Regions from separate parts of the Bos taurus genome. Here region 1 is linked to region 2. Evidence: chromatin contacts called from public Hi-C data. All regions are on one chromosome and are shown on one strand. Each heading gives the region's core, a stretch centred on a gene start, on an enhancer-like site or on the middle of the called end of the contact. The rest is flanking DNA. Distances are from core to core; before and after follow the strand shown. Region 1 has its middle 17 kb from the start of TMEM14A. Region 2 holds the start of EFHC1 (EF-hand domain containing 1).

The links. A called contact is a pair of places that touch in the nucleus more often than the background predicts.
Region 1: a contact with region 2 is called in a Hi-C map of liver, with 2.5 times the contacts expected there. The contact joins the enhancer-like site here to the promoter of EFHC1 in region 2. A contact is called at or near these places in 2 of 11 Hi-C or Micro-C datasets (liver and skin fibroblasts).

The regions. Positions count from the first base shown.
Region 1 is chr23:25,037,899-25,040,598 of ARS-UCD2.0, forward strand. No RefSeq gene overlaps it. Among named protein-coding and RNA genes, the nearest start is that of TMEM14A, 17 kb to the right of the region's middle. Within about 2 kb of position 1,408, at least 1 of the 102 cell types and tissues checked has an H3K27ac peak or open chromatin away from gene starts, as enhancers often do. A contact at or near this core is called in liver, where this site is marked.
Region 2 is chr23:24,841,865-24,844,564 of ARS-UCD2.0, forward strand. It overlaps EFHC1 (EF-hand domain containing 1), which reads left to right and starts at 1,282. Exons shown (of 11, transcript NM_001192244.1): 1 at 1,282-1,441. The coding sequence starts at 1,379.

The DNA of each region.
Region 1 (2,700 bases), core at 158-2,657, 200 kb after region 2:
GCTGACCTGAACATGGGGCCTGCCACAGCCCACCAAAACCTCTGCACCCAAGAATAGCAGAGATGTAATAAAGAGATGAAACAGCAGAGAGGAAATGAAGCACATAGATAGCCCCACGGAGGCTCCTGCTTTCCCAGCACCATGCGCGATAGAAGACCTTTGTGCTCCAAGCAGTAAAGGGTTGAGCTGAAAGCAAGCTGGAACTGGGGGCCTTGGGTCAGGGATGACTTAGCACTGACCTGCACAGTGCAAAGGCCAGGTGAGAGCAGGCATCCACTGCGGGATACCAGCGTGGATAGACTGTGGCCCAGACGAGGCAGATCTGTACCCGTGTGTAAACCCACTTGGACAGATTAAACTCCTACCATCATATTAAATGGAGGTTTGAAGTAGAAAGTAAGTTTGTTTACAGACAAAGAATCCTCAAGGTCTTTCCTCAATTTATGACTTGCGGTTCATACCTGACACACTATCATCCCCAAAATGGGAAAAGGAGGTTGTAGAGGCATAGAATAAGAATGTGCAAGAAAAGGCATCATCCCGCAGATTGGGAGCTGAGAGCCTGGTCAGCCTGGCAACCAGCCTGAACCACTGTTCAGAGGGCCTAAATAGAGAACTCTGGATGTCACCCACAAGAGACAAATTACCCAGGCTCGTGTAACATCAGGACTAAGGCTGGTCAGAGGAAGCCACCCTAAGAAGCGGTGCCATGGCCCATTCAGAAACTCACTTATAAAAGAGTTGTTTAAACTGTTCATTAAAATATTTTGTTCTATCATGGATATGTTTCTTTTGCATTTTGTTTGGGAGAACACTTTTCTTAAAGTAACTTCACTAAAGCAGTTTAGGAATAAAACAAAAAAAAAAATGTTGGTTGCTAGGGGCACTGTCCCCGTGAAGGGTAAGATCAGTACTTGATGAAAGTGAGCAGGAGCTGAGTTAGAAAGACTGGAAGGAGCAAAGTATCAGGCAATACCTCAGCCTGATATTTTTACTGAAAAATCATTTTAAGATGTTTTTCTTTTTACCTACTTTTTCTGTAACAAGCATGCTGTCCTTGTGCATTTTTACAAGAGGGGTAAAACCTCTAAAAACAAGAGGAAACTGGAGGGACTCACAATACCTGTGGTGAAGGCTAATTTATGATTAGCCTTTCTCTGCATTTTGGAGGAGAGGAGGAATAAAGGCAGAAAAATCCCCAACATAGACTATCTGTCACATTCTGTTTTCATTAGCTGGATCCAGATGTAACTGAAAGAACAAAACATTCCCAGGGAGCAGCCGGAAAGATGTGGCAGCAGGGTGGTCCCCCACGGGGCCTGGGTCTTCAAAGGTAGAAAGTCCACCTGCAGGAGCCCTTCTCAAGTTGTCAACTTGGATTAGACGGCAGCTGACCCAGAGGACGCACCCCAGCAGGTTGCTGGGCTTTCGAGATTGCAGGGTGGGGGCAGGGAGTGGATTCTGTGGCCAGACTAGACCCATGTTTGTAAAACTTCTTACATAATCAAGTATGTTCCAGGTTGCAGCAAATGAGACAAAACTCAGATAAAACCCAAACCACTGCATCCAAAGTGCACGGATGGTTCCCTGGGGTTCCCTGGAACTGGATCTGACTTAGGGAGGGTTTCAACTTCTCCAGTTGGTGCCAAATCTACCATAAGAGAGAACTCCCGATACGGATGCAACTCAAACCTGTGATAAACTAGGACAGAAAAAGCCATTCAAAAAGCTGAAGCAGCTACACAGAACAAAAAGGAAGCAGAGACAAGCAGACTCAGAGAAAAATGGCATTTGATCACTCAGAGCAGATTACTGACTTATTCTTATGGAATCAGAGTGGAAAAAGGTTCTTCAGAAGGGGGTCAAGGCCCCCGTCCCATTTGAAAGAACATGCACCCTACTTGGCTGGGTGCCCTTCTTCACCGGTGTGGCCTCTATGTAAAGAGAATTGGACCCTGGTTCTCAGAAGCTTGTGTTTCCTCTCTGTCAGGGAGCCTGTTTAGCTCATGATGGGAATTTTGTCTTCAGCAGCATTGGTTTTCAAAATTCCTCACATGGACACAAAATTAAAAGGGAAGTGGAGTCCCTTTGGGATGTTTTATCTCATGAATCATCCGTCCCTTCCTGACTCTCCTGGGAATCCCATCCACACACAGAGGTCCCATTGACTCCTGTGGTCCCTGTCAAAGCCAACTTCAAGAATGGAAAAGATCAGCCCTCGTTGATTTCACGTTGGACTCACCAGCTAAATTCTATTGCTGGCAATGGTCAGATCAGCCTAGGATTAAAGAGACAGAAATACAAGAGCCTGCTATTCAAGTACTTGGGGGTTTCTAGCATTTGGACTGTAAATAGATCCAATAATTTATATGCAGACAGATGAATGGGCAATAGAGCTCTGTAGAGCTGTTGTTGTTGTTTTTAAACCTACTCTTTAGCCTGTTTGGGTAGTAACTAGGCTGTAAACACATGCAACTAAAGAAAGCCCTTTGTCAATTTTGATTTTTCTTTTAATATTAGAACAAGTAACAGAGTTTAAGGAAGTTCGTTGAAATCTGTGCAGTCCAAATCCTTTCCAGGGACACAGCAACTTCAGTTTTTAAAACACTTATCTGATTTAAATATTCAACAAGAAAAAGTATTTTTCATAAACAGGCTAGAACTGTTCTGTATACCTCACACTCCCAGGAAGAGGAGAGA
Region 2 (2,700 bases), core at 32-2,531:
CCTGAGGTTTACGCCTGTTAGTGAAACCCATCAGGGGGATTTACTCTGACAAGCAGCAGTAAAACTAAAGCCTTTGTCTGTATTGGCAGTAAACCACCCATGACATGGATGCCTTTGGCGCGAAGCTTGCTACTCTATTGCACTCCGTTAAACTGGCTCATTCTCAGAAACAGCTGTTATAAAAATCAGATGCCTGGGCCCCATTTCAAACCCAATGAATCCAATGTCCAGGCATCTGGGTTTTGTTTTTCTTTTTAAGCTCCTCAGCGCTTCTGATAGCTTGTTTTTTCCTTTCTTGAAGATGTTTCAAGTACAGGATTACATTTTTTAAGGGATAATAATTTAAACAAGTTTTGTAAAAAGAGTACCTACGGTTTTGACAATTTATCACCGCGCTTATTTGCTTCTCTGCTATGACAAATTTTTCTTGGAAGATGTATTTCCCCTCGTGGGTCTGATCTTTTTATTGCAACTGTAGGTAGTGATCGTAGATACTCAGAGAATTGACAGGAGCGCCGTGTAGCTCTCCAGTCAACAAATACTGAGTGTCCTGCGGTGAATATGTAAGACCCCCCCGCCCCCACCAAGGCCTGTGAAGGAGGGTGTAGAAATAGAATGTGCTGCGCTTAGTCGCTCAGTCGTGTCCGACCCTTGGCGACCCCATGGGCTGTATGTAGCCCGCCAGGCTCCTCTGTCCATTAGATTCTCCAGGCAAGAATACTGGAGTGGGTTGCCATTTCCTTCAGAAAGGTAAAGTAGGAAAAAACTTGAATGACGTAGTTGGAGGATTAGGCACCAGTCAGTTGCTTTTGTTTATTGAACATCCTTGAACAACAGAATTACAATAATGAATATTTCTCAGTCCCTGGCCCCAGGGAAGCACGGGTTCAGAAGTAACACTTTCAACCGGAACCAACCAGTGACACTTCCGTGTGAACTGGGACAAGAGCCTTTTTCCCACGGGTGGGAGAAGAGCGAGCGGGACGGGCGAGGTGAGGTGAGGTGAGGACTGGGATGGAGCGAAGGAAGGACCCTTCCCCTGTCACTGATCTAAGGACCCGCCCGGAACCCGGACCCTCAAGGGGAGAACCACCACGTCATCCCAAACCACCTCGCCTCGCCCCGCCCCGTGTTCTCATGTGACTGCGCGGGGCGGGGCCAGCTCCGCTCGGCCACACTCCCGCGAGAACGTCTAGTCCACGGGCTGCGCACGCGCTGACCGGACACTCCTGCGTCTCGGGCCCCGCCCCTCTTCCGCAAGCGCTCGGCGTGTTTGGCGTTACCATGGAGCTGCCGGGCCGCCCAGAACGCCGCTGGTTCCCCTGGCAACCCAGGAGAGCCAAACCCTACTCGGGTGGTTGCAGCGAGAGCGGGCGCGATGGTGTCTAACCCAGTGCATGGCCTGCCCTTTCTCCCAGGCACGTCCTTTAAGGACTTAACGGTGAGGACGTCTCCGGCCAAACCCCTGTCCCCACCTCCTGGCAGCCTCGGAGAGCTCGCAGCAGGTTGCGTCTCTGCTCGTCCACGCGAGTTTGGCCTTTTCCCCTTCAAACCCTCTCTCTGCCCCCAACGCTGTTCTCCACACCCCCACCCCCCACCCAACCTCACTCTCTTTCTCCAGTTTGCTTTCAGCCCATCCCTTTCTGGGTTTTCCACTCCATCCTGGCAGTCTGTTGGCCTCCCAGCGTTCTTCCTTGCTGCTCTGCTCTTGCTGGTTTTCCCCACCTGGTTCCCGAGCTCCCTCGGCCTTCTGCCTAGCTCATTCTCCCTCTGCACATACCCCTTTCTGCCCAGTTCCATCCTTAAACTCTTCTTCCCTCAACCTGGGCCCCTTCCCCGACTCAACTTCTATACGCCTTCATCCTTATTTCCACAACCCCATCCCGCCCACTCTCCCCAAGCCCATCATTGCCGCCCGCATTTCCCTCTTCTGAATCCTAGACCCAGTAATCGCTCCCACTCCCAACTCCATTTTCCATCTGTTGGCTTCGTTATGTCAGGTCCTTTTCCTCGGTCTCATTTATGCTTCTACCAAGCCCCATCTCCTTTTCTGTCCAGCACGTCGACTTTTTCTGCAGTCTTGTTTAATCTTTTCCCCCAAATCCTCTCGCTTGGAAAGTTAAATTTTCAGCACTTGGCCATCTTCCTCCCAAATCATCCTCAGGTGCTTTGTAGGAGATAATTGCACTTTAGTTCCCTCTGCCACAATTGATGTGTTCTTGTTTTTTCTTCTCTAGCCCTTTTCTTTTCGCTTTTAACATTTTTATAAAAGATTCCTATTTGGATTTTGTTTGACTCCTCCCCTACCTTAAGTGTTGTTAGTTGTATCTTCTAGACAAAACTGAAGAGGAAAAAAAAAATAGGCTTGTGTTTTTTTTCTCCAACACAGTTTAGCCCTTGACAAAATTATGATTTTAATACTGAAATTTCAGGGTTGCTGAAATATGTGTGGGAAGGTCAGCATTAAGATTCAATAGGCTGATTTTCAAAGATGAAACAATAATCATTTATGTAGTTTAACAATTTAAACAATAAGTTCCTCTCCTTGGTCATGAAGGTAAAGTAAAAAAGACTGGAGCCTGACTGCTCACTTGGCTCTTCCTTTCCTGTTGAGGGGAAGTTGTCTCCTGGCACTGAACAGTGCTGGATTGGAGGATGAGATGATGCAGACAAAATGAGGTAGTCTTCCTTCTCTTCCTG